5 separate regions of the Mus musculus genome follow, and all the other regions are linked to region 1. Evidence: chromatin contacts called from public Hi-C and promoter capture Hi-C data. All regions are on one chromosome and are shown on one strand. The core of a region is the stretch at or near the end of the contact, and the rest is flanking DNA. Distances in the headings are between cores, read along the strand shown. Region 1 holds the start of Dstn (destrin). Region 2 overlaps Ovol2 (ovo like zinc finger 2). Region 3 has its middle 23 kb from the start of Banf2os. Region 4 overlaps Kat14 (lysine acetyltransferase 14). Region 5 holds the start of Pcsk2 (proprotein convertase subtilisin/kexin type 2).

Region 1 (2,700 bases), core at 132-2,631:
TACTATAAATCAACATATACATACACTTAAAATCTTGCTGAGGTTCAACAGACTTCAAGGTCTGAAATATTTGTAGCTCATAGCATTAAACCCAAACATGACTTAATATCAAGGCACAGCTAAGCATGGTCCGTTTTCAAGAAAACTATCCATTTAATCTAATGAGCCAGCCTGCACCTGCAAGCCAGTTGCTATATCCTAAGAAAAAACCAAAGTTGTTATTCAGTGAAAACACTCTGTAGACAGATAAGTGGGTACCAACTGTTTCCCGGCGCACAGATGTAGCAACAGGATAGTATTTCTAGCAGTGAGGCAAGGCCTTGCCAGCAAATCATTGACCAAAAATGGTAACATTGTGCAGACTACAGTGACAAAATGTTCCACCTGATCGCCCAGTTGAGATACTGTTTTACAACCGATTTGAGTAACACTTTGGAGGTAGAGAAGTTTGTAAATTAAGCAAAATCTCTACCATCTCAATACAACGAATGTTTCTCTTTTTAAAGGGCTGGAGTAATTATACGGGCTTTCTGAAAGTTTTTAAATTTGCATCTGAAAAGCAACAACATCATGTCCAGGACTTGCACCCAAAGTTGTGGTAAAGCCTTGTTCTCAGGTAAAGGCAAATTTCTAGCATGGATGAATGGACCCGGCAGGGAAGGGTTAAAAGAGCCACTGCCAAGCTTGACAAGCCCAACGAGAGTGCCACTGAAGCTGATTGCCAGATACGACAAACAAAGCCACGGCAAGGCCACCCGGTTCTTAATCACGCTCACTAGCAATTACTCCGCCCTCTAGAGTGTTCAATAAAATCCTTTTCCTTCTCAGTAAAAAGGGCTGGAAAAGCTCACGGGTCACCAAGCTGGCCTTGGAGAAAACCGCGCCCACACGGATGGTCTCAGGTTCGGCCGCCCATCCCGGGGATCTACCGACTTCGGGATCGAAGGCAGCGAGGCCGGGCCGAAGGGGATCCCGGGCGGCGGCCTGGAACGGTGGGCATGATGCCGCCCAGGAGCTGCCTTGGAACCGACCCCTCCCTTAGCACACGCCCGAGGATCACTCACCATGTTCGCTGGGGCGGACTTCGGGAGGAGAGCTAGGAGCCTGACGGCAAAGTCTGTGCACCTTCGTCCTCCGGGTAGCAAAAGCAGGAGAGCAGGCGCAGGGCGGACGCGGCAGCTCGAGCTTATTAAGGGCGGGCACGAGTTCCAGCCAGACTGCGGCTGCGCGCGCCCCTCGCTCCGCCCACCGTTGCTACGCAACAGGCCGGCCTCCCCAGACAGGCCCCACCCAGGAGTCCCAATAGTCTCCAGACAACTGGAAACCCCTCTCCAGTTAAGGGGAGTGCATGGGTTCCCCGCCCAGAGGAGCGCCCGGGCTGCTGCTCCGTGAAGGGTGGACACAGGACGCTCCGGGGAATCTGGCCCTGCCCTGGAGGCGGGACCACGCGATGCCCCGCCTACCGCGCGGCCTTTGCCCATACATGGAAGTCGCCACCTGGCCAGGTGTGCGCGCCGCTAGGGGCGGGGCCCCGGCGCGGAGTGGGCGGGGCGAATGCCGGTGGGCGGGTGCTCTGCTTGGCGACGAGAACTCTCAAAACGGCTCTCAGGGACCGCGACCCGCATTTTTTTACCTACTTTGGTGCTGTTCCCACCACCCAGTCCTGATTGGTCAGCGCGGCACTTCGGGCCGTCGCGTGAGAGGGAAAAATCTGCACAGTTTTCCTCCTTCCTGAGGCGACCGTGGCTGATCAAAGTGCTGTGTGAGTCAGCGCTTATTCCAGGACTGGAAAACAGGAGTGATTTGTTTATCTTCTGAGCGGGCTGGGAGGAGGCCCAGTGGCCCGCGGGGGGTGCGTGGGGGACGCCGCGTGGCCCGGGACTGTGGGCCGGGCCCCGCCGCTGCGCTTGGGGGTTTCTCATTGGGGAATTGTGTTTTCCTAAAGGGCGGTTGCACGGAAATACTGCTTCCACAGGGCCACCCGCAATCCTAGCCTTGTTTTCTCCGGGTGTTTTTGTAGCGAATAAAAGGAACTCGTAAGACGTGGGATGATCACCTCACTTTTGAACTGAATTTAGGCAACGAGAACATCAGGATCTCTATAAAAAAAGTCTTAATTATCTAAGAAGGCTTTTGGGCAACATGATCGTTGTTTTTCTTTGTTTCTGTTTTCTGGGCGCTATATAAAAAAAATCTACCCTAGGTAGCAAACCGCGGTTCCCATTAGTTTTAAGGGTTTTGTTTCTTTCTTAAGATTAAAGGCAAGTCGTGGCAATTCTAATCCCTTACTGCATTGCCACGGGGTGTTTGGCAGGCTACGGCAGTGGCGTCAGAATCACCTGGAGAGTTTGCTCAAAGATTTCTTAGTTCTGGCTCCGTGCACCTAGAATGTAACCTAAGAGTTTGCCCTTTTAACAAGTCTTTGGTATTAATAATTGGTAATCACACTGAAGAGAAAGAACCTACATCCAGCTGCAGCCCGAACCCTTCTGGCTTATTTTTGTTTTTTTTTGGGGTTGGTTTTTTGTTTTTTTCTGCTCAGGACTCTGACCCCACTAAATGAGACTTCATTTAAGGACGGTTCAACCTATCATTGGTGTTTCGTCCTCCACAATCCTGTCCAAATACAAGAATGCTGTTTACTGCATAAAATTTTCTGTGCCTTCTTCCAGATTTTTTTTTTTTTTTTTTTTTTTTTTT
Region 2 (2,700 bases), core at 101-2,600, 390 kb before region 1:
CAGTTTGCTTCTGAAAGTGATTTGCCATTTATTCTTTGTTTGTTTTTTGTCCTGGAAGCTTCGAAGGCACATGGCTGCTCTCCTGGGAAGGAGACCCTGGCTTGCTTGGTGTCTGCATTGTGGAACCTCACTCCTTTTCCTCATTGTCCATGTAATACGAAACCATGACAAATCCCATCACAGAGGCACAGTCCTTTCCTAGTTCCCAGAAGTCTTTGCTTCCATTTTCAGGTTGTTTTCTGTTTTATTTAATTCTGACCACCATGAATTTTCTTGCATATCCTTTGCCCACCCATGCAAGTCTATCTCTGATGTAACCTCCCACAGGTGAACTTACTAGGCCAAAGGGCAGGAGCACTCTGGGTTTCACAGGCATTGCCTCTTTGCCTTCCTAGAGGCGGCCCTCAGTGTCTTCTCCCACCAGGAGGCCAGTGTCAGAGCTTCTTGTTGGAGTTCACAGTTGGCTCAAAATCAGGAAAGGAACATTTGACCCAGAGGAAGGAAAGCAATCAGAAAGTTCCAGAAGTGGGGACTTTACCTGGAGATGTGGGATTTGAAATTCAGCTTAGTGTTGGGAATAAACAAACACACACACACAAAAAGAATGAAAAACTCAAAAGTCTTTGTTGACAACACCCCAGAAGAACATATATATGTGTGTATGTATATAATCTATATACACATGTATATATGAATGTATGTATATGTGTGTGTATATGTATGTACGCATGCATGTATGTATATATGAATGAACTAGGTAATAAAGGTGTCGGATAGAAAATTCAAAATGGGGACTGGAGAGATGGCTCAGCGGCTAAGAGCAGTGACTGTTCTTCTAGAGATCCTGAGTTCAAATCCCAGCAACCACAAGGAGGCTCACAGCCATCTGTAACAAGACCCGATCCCCTCTTCTGGTGTCTGAAGACAGCTACAGTGTATTTACATACAATAAATAAAATAAATCTTAAAAAAGAAAAGAAAAAATTCAAAAGAGCAGGCAGTGAGGGATGGCTCAGCCAGCCTCCTAGGGACCATTTTTTAAAATCCTTTTTTGTTGTGAAATACAGAATTCATAACAAAAGGTATAGGTGGAAGACAAATCCTGAGTACTTAGGGATAGGGCAGGCAGGGGACCCTGCTTCCATTGTGTTGAGCTGGATTCTAAACACCGAGATCCTAGCGCCCTGAGACTTAGTGTTTGCCAGCTCTTGTGCCTGTGATAGCTCAGTTAATCCTCAGAGCAGCCCTCCTGGGTGTGAGAACTATCTGCATTTCGTGGGTGAGGCGATTGAGCGGTATCGGGAGTTAACAGATTGACCACGGACTCCGTTAATGAGTGGCAGATGGGCAGTGCTGTGCTTCCCAGTGGCCTTGGACTTTGGAACCCAGGTAGGTGTCAGTAGGTTAATTTATGTCTGGTAGCAGATGGTGCTTTTGGTTCCCAACCAACCTGTTCTTTTGACTAGGGTAAGATTGGTTTTTGTTAGAGAGGGAGGTGATGGGCGTGGCCTCGGTGTTGTGGGTGGGGCTTAGATCCTCTTTACACAGGTCTATCTCTATTCCCTTGAAGGTGTGGAGACTGGATTTTATTCATTCAAGCCCAGGAAGAAGCTTTTTTGACAAAACTGTCTGTCTGCCAGGAGTGAGATTATAGTCAGAAGAGGAAGCAGGAACACTGGGGCAGGGAACAGGTTTATAAGGTAGAGATGTTATAACTAGAGCTTTTATGGTCTGTCTCCTTCTGTGTCTATATCATGAAGTACCTACCCATCCTCAAAACCAGACTCCGTGCCTATACTATATCCTTTTAATGAAAAAACCTCTTAGTCAGCCCCTTTCTTTACTGGCCAGGTGATGATGTGGGCCCCTGAAATCTCTTAACCTTCTTAGACCTTGCTGGGTGCTCTGCCCATAGAAGATATGTGCAGAGTATGCATTAAATACTGCAGGGAAGGCTGATCTCTGGGTCACCTGCTGGTCTCTGGGTCACCCCAGGAATAAATAGGAAGCTCTATGTCAAGAGTCAGAAGTGTTCATTTCTCAGATATGTATATATGCAGTTGAGTATCATACAGCCATAAAAAATGAAATTATGTCACCTCATTTGAAGTAAGATAAGTGACTCAGACATATTGTTTGTGTCTCTCATGTAGAACCTAGGTTTTGTTTGTTTGTTTGTTTGTTTGTTTTTGTTTTAAGTAGAAAGTGGACCATTAAAGTGGAGGAAGTTGGGGCTGGAGAGATGGCTCAGCGGGTAAGAGCGCTGACTGCTCTTCTGAAGGTCCTGAGTTCAAATCCCAGAAACCACATGGTGGCTCACAACCACCCATAATGAGATCTGACACCCTCTTTTGGTGCGACTGAAGACAGCTACAGTGTACTTATTTATAATAATAAATAAATCTTTGGGCCAGATCGAGCAGGGTTGACCTAAATTCAATTCCCAACAACCAGATGAAGGTTCACAACTATCTGTACAGCTAGTGTGTGCTCATATACATAAAATAAATCTTTGAGAGAGAGTGGGGGTGGGGGGCCGAAGAAGGGAGTGCAGGAAAGCTAACTCTTTTCATTTGCCTTGGGGTGGTCGAGGGAGAAATGCCTTCCCCCTTCCTCACTCCTCAAGCCCTATGCCTCGTGTGGCAGCACAGTAGAAATGGCCCTACCCCTGCCAGCTTTGGCATTGGGCAAGCTGGCTGG
Region 3 (2,700 bases), core at 56-2,555, 320 kb before region 1:
TCACTGCTATGGAACCCAAGGTCTTATAGATACTATTACACAAGCAATCCATCACAGAGCTGTACCCACAGCCCAGGGCAGTGATATTTCTCCCTCTCCCTCTCTCTCCTCCTCCCCCCTCCCCCTCCCTCTCTCTCTGTAGCCCTGGCTGTCTTGGAACTCACTCTGTAGACCAGGCTGGTCTCAAACTCAGAGATCTGCCTGCCACATGTGACAAATGCTGGGATTAAATGAATGCACCACCGTATCCAGCCACATTCTGTACCTCTTTCATCTCTCATGTTCCTTTATTTGGTTTTTGCCTTATTTCACTAGCTAAAGCTTCTAGCACAGTGTTGAATAAGACCGTGGGGGTCTGCCTTTCTCATGATCTAATGGGGGAAGCCATTTAACATAATGTTTAAAAAAGACCAGTGTGTGTGTGTGTGTGTGTGTGTGTGTGTGTGCGCGCGCGCGCGTGTGCCCTGGCATGTGCTGAGCCCAGAAGAGGATGTTAGGTGTCTGCTCCTGTTGCTTTCCACCTTTTCCTTTGAGGCAGAGTCTTCCTATGAACCTGGGGCTTGAGTTTTCTCTGACTGTAAGCTAAACCTAGGAGCCCTACCAATCTTCCTGTCTTCAAACTCCTTGGAACTAGGGTTACAGGTGCGAGCAGGGCACCCAGCTTGTTATGTGGATGCTGGGATCCACAGTAGTCCTCATGATTTCACAGCAACACTCCAGCCCTCTGGCCATTTCAAGTCCATTTATCTTAATTATGAAGATGAATGATCAGAAGCAGAATATGATATCGTATGCTTTTTGAGGACTCTGTCTACGATGGGCATTTTAAAAAATTCAATTATAAACTAAAAGCCAGGCTTGCTGGCTAGCAACTATCATCCTAGCACTCAGAAGGTTGAAGCAGGGGGATCATGGGTTAGCTAACCTGAGCTACTCATGAGACTCTGTCTCAAAAGAAAAAAAAATTAACAGATTCTCACTGTGTAGCCTTGACTAGCAATGTGGACCAGGCTGGCCTCAAACGCACAGATATCTGCCTGCCTCTGCCTGGAGAGTGCTGGGATTAAAGTGCAGCCCCCCCCCAGTATGATTCTTATTAAATTTTATTTTATTTTGAGACCTGATTGCATATGTAGATCAGACTAGCCTCGGGTTTCCAATTCTCTTGCCTCCCTCCCCATATGTGGCACTTCATGTGTGCCCCACTGTCCCCCCTCTGAAATTAAGCAGATCTTGATAGGCAGCTTGGTCCAATGAAGAAAAACCCAAGAGATCAACAAACCACATCCTTGGGTGTGTCTGTGAGGTCATTTCCCCAGACATTAACCACCCTGAATGTAGGAGTGCAGTGCATCTAATAACCTGGAGGCTCTGATGGAATAAAAGAGAGGAAGGGAGCCGTTGGTGAGCACGGGCGCATTGTTTCCTGTTTTTTGCTGGCCATGAAGCGAGCATTTTCTGCCCCACCATCCATCCTGTTGCTGTGATCTCTAGCTCAGCATCATGCTCAAATCCATGAATCCAGCTGACCATGACTGGAGCCTCAGAAGCGTAGAAAAAGTGTCTGTGATGGAGTTACAGGGAGGAAAGGCAGGACAACATGCCGCACGTCTCACCTAAGTTATCAGATTCACACATGTATAGCCATGTGTCATACATGTGTGATATTTGCTTGTTGTTATTTGTTTACTGAAGGAGATCTGGCTTCTGGTGTTGAATGTATCATTTTTCATGGCTGCTCTGGCTGTGTCAGACATGTAAGTTATTAAAGGCTAATTAGTCCCCTTACCGCTCCTCTGTGACATGGTTGTAATAAATGCCAGGTCCCCTCCCACTCCTCATGACAGTTTGGGCTCTGCTCATGCTGGACTCTGACCCTGTAGGCAAACACCCAGCATTCCGCAGACACCTTGCCAAATGGGTTTCCGTTTGTCAGGAAGAGCCGTTTCTTTCTTATCTGCTCCTACAGTCCCCAAACCTCCGGTGAGGGCTCCTAGTTCTCTGTCAGCGTGAAAACTCACCCAACAGATCAGAGTCCATGCTAGTCCCCAGGCTGCTCCTGCTAACCTGCTCTCCTCTCAGCTCAGATACTGTTCTCTTCATAACCCTCAAGACTTTCCCCTGGTCCGTCTCTCTCTGCTTTTCCTTTGAGAGATAGCCTTGGCAGTTTATTCCATCCACAGAGCCTCCATTTCAGCGTTTTTGTTTTTTGTTTTTGTTTTTTTCTCTGTACTCCATTGGCATGCTCCATTTATACCATACGAGCTGGGGTTATTTCTGTTATATTATTTAAAAGCAGCTGCACACAGAATGAGAGTGGAGTGGTAAGGTTGGGGATGGGGAAAGCACAGTACTTGCCATTATGCCCTGCACTCTTGGGAAGCAGAGGCAGGCTGATCTCTGAGTTTGAGGCTCGCCTGGTCTACAGAGTGAGTTCTAAGATGGCCAAGGCTACACAGAGTAACCCTGACTCAAAAACAAACAAACAAACAAACAAACACCACACACAAAAAACCCCAAATAAATAAATAAATAGAAACATAAATAAATAAATAAACAAATAGCTTAATTACATAAAAACAGGTGTAGAGCGACAGAGGTGGAAAGAAAGGCTTGGCCAGACCTTAGGTGGGGCGGCGTTTATTCACTGTGAGGAGGTATTTTGTCACAGATGTGCAGATGCTCAAGATGCTTAGAGGA
Region 4 (2,700 bases), core at 159-2,658, 480 kb before region 1:
AGTTGTCTTTTAGAGTCAGTTTGCTCTTAGCCTGGAAAATAACTTGTTGAAAAGAGCAAGGTTTCTTCCTTTGTAATTTGTTTCCAGAATTCTCTAGCCTGGACACCAAACTCCTCAAAAGCCAGCTTTGAAATTCTTCCAAGGCTTCAAGTGAATTTCAAAGCAATCTTCAAAGCTGCGCAAGCAGTTTCCAAACACAGCCACTAGCAACACCCCCCACCCTTGCAGGTATAATGGCTGTAAAGAACTTTGACCAATCAGAGTGGCAGAAGCAATGCCTGGCGCTTCAAGCCCAAGTTTTCCACCCCATGCACAATGCACATGTAGCTTCCAGGTGGCTCCAACTAGGCCAGTGGATGACCACAGGCCCCATGAAACCAAGACCCCAAAGACTCACAAAGTAAAAGAGCCACTCTGCTGAGGCCAGGCAGAGGCAGAAGTTCAAGACATATTTAGTACTCATTACATCAAGTCACCAAGTTTGGGGGTGGCTTTCAATGCCATGCCAGATAATTTGTAGCTCCATCAGTCCACAGAACAATTTCTCCCCCTTAACAGTCTCATGTGAGTCCTGTAGAATCTCATGGATGTGACAAAGTTCCGCTAACCTCTGCAACTTCTACTCTTCTCCAAAACACGGTCCACCAAGCCTGGACCACCATCACTGCCTCCTCTTGGCCCATTCTTGTCCCACACCATCCAGTCTCCACATAGAGGCCACAACACTTCTTTTAAAAATAAACTAACTAGGCATAGTGGCAACACACCTTTAATCCCAGCACTTGGGAGGCAAAGACATGCAGATCTCTGTGAGTTCAGAGCCAGCTTGGTCTACAAAGTAAGATTTAGTCCAGTCAGGGCTACACAGTAAGACTCTATTTAAAAAGCAAGCATCAACTCATGCCCCCTGGTTCACAATTCCTATATGGTTTCCCACTGTATGTACAGAGTACATTTCAAAGTCCTCAACTGTGCCTTACAGGGAACTTGCAAGACCTGACTCTGTCACACTCTGGCCTCTCCTCCTAGAACCACACTCCTGTGTCGTCAGGATGTTCCCATCACAGCTACCAGTCTTTCTCATGCCTCAGGGCCTGGGTCTGGCCTTCCATCCAGTTTTCTTCCTCCTGGCATTTCCTTGTCAGCACTTCTTGCAAGGTTACCTCCCTCAGAGGCTGGTTTTAATTCCCAGGAACACAGCAGTCCTTCTGTGACACACATACACACACACACACACACACACACACACACACACGCCCTCAGTAAGTGCATCTTAGCTTAGTGAGCTAACCCTGTCACTTCCCTGTTTGAGAATGTCAGCTGCAGAGGACAGAAACCTACCTAGCATTGGCATCCCAGTTAGAATAGTGCCTGGCTCGTACTACTCAATTTACCAAATCGCAGAGTGGTGGAGAAAAAACAGCTTCAAAGTCAAGTGACATGTGACAGCGTTAAGTGTGCTTCTTTACTAATGCAGGCTGAGGAAAAGCCTAGAAGGAAAAGCTGGCTAGAACTAGCAATGCAATGAGAACAGAGCAGGCTCTGCACCAGAGGGGCTAGAAAGGCCTCATTACACCTCTCTCAGGGGCTGCTCTGAGTGTCTGTTGGACTCTTCCTGAGACAGGAAAGGCACCACTGTGGTGAACTGAGTGTTCCATATCCCAGGAATATACACTGGAGGTATAAAACAGTAGCATGGGTGCCTGGGAGTGTGGGGAGGGGCAGCTGCCTGAGCTGATGGGGGTGCAACAGGGGCATGGATGTGATGGAACAGAGCCTCGTACTTCACGGAACACTGAGCCACCATGGCTAGACCACTTGAAGAGATGAACAAGCCCCAGAAGCACACTCACTCAGTGCAGGGGTCCTGAGATTCCTGGGAAAGACATTTAACAGCGGTAGTTGATATGTTACATGCTCTAAGGGGCGAGCATGCAAGAGCAGATGGCAGTTTAGAAAGGGCTGGAAGTCCTAAGAAAGAAGTAGATTAATGCAGAGGGCAAAAATAGCAACCGAAACTAAGCCGTTTTGACAGTGGACTAATCAATAACCTTCTATGCATAGTTTAGAAGAGTCGTTCTGAGCTTGAGCAGCTGCATAAAACCTTCCCAAACCAAAGGCAGAGAAAAAAGACTATAAATGAGTGGAATCGAATGTCCCAGAGTTGTGGGAAACCAGGAAAGGATGACAGGAACAGCAGAAGGAAAGGGGACATAAAACACGAGTGCAGCAGTTACAGCTCTGACTAGGGTCAGACACCACACCTCAGATGGAGGAAGCTGAGATAACACCTGTGCTGTGGAATGCCACCCTTCAGGCACGCCATGGCCGGTGCCCTCTAGACCCATCAGCAGCTATAATTACCTGAAGGAGACCTAAACAAGATTGGGCTCACTAACTATCCCCCAGAGGGTGGGGAACGCTCACGAGGCTACAACCCTCCTCCAAGCTATAGACGGTCAATGGTTAATACAGGGTGCTCATGAGGTCACACCTCTGCCCGAGATTGTCTTTTTTTTTTTTTTTTAATAAATGTTTTTTTAAATTAGGTATTTTCCTCATTTACATTTCCAATGCTATCCCAAAAGTCTCCCATACCCACCCCCCCAAGATTGTCTTTTTTTAAAGTATTTATTGGCCCAACCAATATTTATTGTGGCACATACCTTTTTTTTGTTTCGTTTTTTAGATGTATTCATT
Region 5 (2,700 bases), core at 186-2,685, 370 kb after region 1:
CCAAATGAATTATTCTCCTCTGTTCCCCGCAGGACGAGTACCCTAACTTATCCAGAGGTTGCCAGAGGCACCCAAAGCTCGAAATCTTATCCAAACAGTTCAACTTGGACAACTTCTTGGAATGGGGATCCCCGTGCTCTCTGGGGAAAACCGCGCTGGCTGCCCACACATCAGGAGAGGACACCTCGACTTTTCCGGGGGGAATCCCCCTCAGAATCCATCTCTCTTGGCAGCGAGGTGTCCTAAAGAAGCAAATTAAGAACTCTCCAAACAGGAGTGCGCTTCTGGAGTGGGAGGTCGTGGGCAGGAGCCAAAGCGCACAAGTTCAGCACTCGTTTTGGACAGAGAACTCCGTCCTTGTTTCCAAGTCAGAAAGCTCTTGTCCACTGGGGAAAAAAGCAGGGACTGAAAGTCGCTGGGAGGGAAGTCCTTAGGCGTGGGTCGGAAAACTGAGGTGAACTGCAACGCTCGATCTTTGAGCCATGTCGGTGGGAAACTATTCTTTCTCCGGGGCGTGGGGGGCTGGGAGACTTCCCTGGCAAAGCAGTCGACGTAAGCCCAGCTGCTCTGGACTCTATCCCTCTGTCCCTAGGCAGCCTGGAGAACTTGGTACCTCGGACAGCAGCCGGGGCGCACAGCATCCTTTGTAAGGTGCGGTCTTATTTTGCCCCCACCAAGTCAAACACCAACAAATTATTTCTCTGACCTTTCTAATACAGATGAAGGACATTTTAATTACATAACCCATGAAAGATCACCGGAGGCAATGTCGTGTTTGAGAACCGATGGCAGAATAGCTGCATAGCATAAAAAGACAGAAAACTTGCAAATCTGCAACGAGATTGCGCAAGGCTGTCCCTCCTCTGGAAACAACATGTGAAATGTATGGAAAAAAAATCTTACCTTTCGGACTCCAAAGCCGTGTTCTGCTGCAACTTGGCGAGCCTCTTCCTCTCCGTCTTTATGCAACTCCACAAGAAAATGATTCGTGAAGACGGGTCTCTCGGCAGACGCAAAAACCATCACACAGAAGAGGAACCCGGCCGCCTTCCACTGGGATCCACAACCGCCCTCCATCCTTCTTTGGGAGTGAAAAGTGGGGCTGTGAGGCGCGCAGGGTGGTGGAGCAGGGGACGAAGAGGGAAGATGCAAATAAAAAATAGGTATGTAGTTTTTGTTTCTGTTTTTCTTTTTTTTTTTTTTTAAAAAAAAAAATCTTTGTATAGCAAAAGAGGCAGAAAAGAAGCTTGGCAAACAGCAAATCTGTACGCTGTCCACCAGCAGCTGGCTGCCAGGGAAGCCGGGGAGTCGCGCAGCCCGGCTGGCTGGCAGGGGTGCGAATGTGCGGAGCTGTGTGTACCCGAGAGAAAGAGCTAGTGTGTGTCTGTGCTTGATGCTAAATCTGCATTTTCAGCTCCTCCTCGGCTCCAATTCTAGAGGGCTGGAGGCGAGCGCCAGCCCGGGTGACGCGCGCCCGCCAGCGGCCAATGGAGGCCAGAGGATCGGCGGGCCCCGCCCCGGGCCGCCCCGAGCCCGCCCCCGCCCGCCCCCGCCCTCCCCTGCCCAGCTGGCTGCCCGGGTCCCCGGGGGCGCCGCGAGCCCGCGCCCCCGCCAGCTCGGAGCGGCTTTGCTCCGCCCGACCGCTGCGCGCCCAGGAAAATCCCCCCCGCTGCCACCCACTGCCGGCGCCCGGTGATGTCATTGTTTGTGGAAATCTGCACAGCTCCGGGCAGGGAATTACGGTGCGTGCCGCTTCAGAGGCCCCGAGGGGAGCGGGGGGGCCCCCGGCCGGCCGGCCGCTCCCTGTTGCTCTTCTTTGCTAGTCTGAGCTACAAAACAACTCTCCTCTCTTTTCTCTCTTCCCTTCCCCTGTCTTCCCTCCTCTCACTTCTTTCTCCTCTCTTTCCCTCTCCACACCTCTCCCATTCTCCCAATAACAAAGCAAATTTGATCCTTCCCGCCCCCTCCACTTTGGGCAAATCCCAGGCTGGGAAGAGCATCCTTCTAGAGGTGACTCATGGGGGCAGGAAGGAGCTTTTTCTCTGTTCTTTTCCCGGTGCTCCAAGGAGGCCAGAAACTAAACATCTGGCAGTCCAGCGGGAGTCCGGACTGCCCTCCCCCCACCTGCGATGGCTATTAGAGACTCCTCTAGAGTCAGCGCTGCACCTGCATCCCAAGACTGCCAAGGGAGACGTGATGCTTATGCTGGGAGACAGATTCTTAGACTCTGGGTTTGGGGCTGCATCAGGACCAAGAATGTCAGAGTTTAAGGAGGTATAGTCATCCATCCCAGGCGTAGGTCAGGATTCCTGCTAAGAGTCTGGCTGCATGATAATTTAGGCTGAGTAGGCAGGGGGCAGCTGTTGTCCAGGTCCAGTTAACTGCTGAGGTCTGACTTCCCCTTCTTGCTCTAGTGTAAGGAAGTAGATCCAGTCTGCTGTAAGGAACTGAGAACCATTGCTCTAAGTAATGTAAATATTAGCTGTTATGGAGTATATTTACATCGTTTTTTTACCATTTAACACCAAAGTTTAAAAAAAAAGTCCTGTTATAAATTGGATAGTCAGGAAGATGCTTTTTCATGGGAAAGAGCGGAAGAAAAGGGAAAGAGAGAGAGAGAGAGAGAGAGAGAGAGAGACTTACTTGACTTGACACCACACCCAGCTACACCCACCCCACTCTCCTCCTTAGCACAAAATC

What was found. Promoter capture Hi-C pulls out the DNA fragments that hold promoters and counts their contacts. Hi-C and Micro-C count contacts between places; a contact is called where the count stands out from the background.
Region 2: a contact with region 1 is called in a promoter capture Hi-C map of liver, with 2.3 times the contacts expected there. The contact joins the enhancer-like site here to the promoter of Dstn in region 1. A contact is called at or near these places in 13 of 39 promoter capture datasets (the 3T3-L1 cell line, 3T3-L1-derived adipocytes, the C10 cell line and 8 more), 2 of 484 Hi-C or Micro-C datasets (the Ba/F3 cell line and natural killer cells), 20 of 115 datasets of contacts at active chromatin or transcription factors (the 230-238 cell line, astrocytes, bone marrow-derived macrophages and 14 more) and 4 of 9 other capture datasets (adipose tissue, embryonic stem cells, liver and 1 more).
Region 3: a contact with region 1 is called in a Hi-C map of B cells, with 45 read pairs. The contact joins the enhancer-like site here to the promoter of Dstn in region 1. A contact is called at or near these places in 18 of 39 promoter capture datasets (the 3T3-L1 cell line, 3T3-L1-derived adipocytes, the C10 cell line and 12 more), 16 of 484 Hi-C or Micro-C datasets (B cells, CD4 T cells, the G1E-ER4 cell line and 11 more), 31 of 115 datasets of contacts at active chromatin or transcription factors (the 230-238 cell line, the NIH/3T3 cell line, SST interneurons and 21 more) and 4 of 9 other capture datasets (adipose tissue, liver, macrophages and 1 more).
Region 4: a promoter capture Hi-C map of the C10 cell line shows a contact between it and region 1, with 4 times the contacts expected there. The contact joins the enhancer-like site here to the promoter of Dstn in region 1. A contact is called at or near these places in 11 of 39 promoter capture datasets (the 3T3-L1 cell line, 3T3-L1-derived adipocytes, the C10 cell line and 5 more), 9 of 115 datasets of contacts at active chromatin or transcription factors (astrocytes, bone marrow-derived macrophages, embryonic stem cells and 5 more) and 1 of 9 other capture datasets (liver).
Region 5: a contact with region 1 is called in a Hi-C map of olfactory sensory neurons, with 5 times the contacts expected there. The contact joins the promoter of Pcsk2 here to the promoter of Dstn in region 1. A contact is called at or near these places in 4 of 484 Hi-C or Micro-C datasets (embryonic stem cells and olfactory sensory neurons) and 1 of 115 datasets of contacts at active chromatin or transcription factors (embryonic stem cells).

What each region holds. Positions count from the first base shown.
Region 1 is chr2:143,914,012-143,916,711 of GRCm38.p6, reverse strand. Dstn (destrin) reads right to left here and starts at 1,381. Exons shown (of 4, transcript NM_019771.2): 1 at 1,065-1,381. The coding sequence starts at 1,067. It also overlaps a transcript of Bfsp1 not described here.
Region 2 is chr2:144,307,476-144,310,175 of GRCm38.p6, reverse strand. The region is part of intron 3 of Ovol2 (ovo like zinc finger 2); the gene reads left to right. Among named protein-coding and RNA genes, the nearest start is that of Ovol2, 23 kb to the left of the region's middle. Within about 2 kb of position 1,350, at least 24 of the 459 cell types and tissues checked have an H3K27ac peak or open chromatin away from gene starts, as enhancers often do. A contact at or near this core is called in extraembryonic endoderm stem cells and liver, where this site is marked.
Region 3 is chr2:144,229,931-144,232,630 of GRCm38.p6, reverse strand. No RefSeq gene overlaps it. Among named protein-coding and RNA genes, the nearest start is that of Banf2os, 23 kb to the right of the region's middle. Within about 2 kb of position 1,305, at least 90 of the 459 cell types and tissues checked have an H3K27ac peak or open chromatin away from gene starts, as enhancers often do. A contact at or near this core is called in the 230-238 cell line, B cells, the G1E-ER4 cell line and 12 more, where this site is marked.
Region 4 is chr2:144,397,124-144,399,823 of GRCm38.p6, reverse strand. The region is part of intron 7 of Kat14 (lysine acetyltransferase 14); the gene reads right to left. Among named protein-coding and RNA genes, the nearest start is that of Gm46768, 22 kb to the left of the region's middle. Within about 2 kb of position 1,408, at least 13 of the 459 cell types and tissues checked have an H3K27ac peak or open chromatin away from gene starts, as enhancers often do. A contact at or near this core is called in embryonic stem cells, where this site is marked.
Region 5 is chr2:143,544,868-143,547,567 of GRCm38.p6, reverse strand. It overlaps Pcsk2 (proprotein convertase subtilisin/kexin type 2), which reads right to left and starts at 1,435. Exons shown (of 12, transcript NM_008792.4): 1 at 904-1,435. The coding sequence starts at 1,077. Pcsk2os1 (proprotein convertase subtilisin/kexin type 2, opposite strand 1) reads left to right here. Exons shown (of 3, transcript NR_040354.1): 1 at 1-1,163.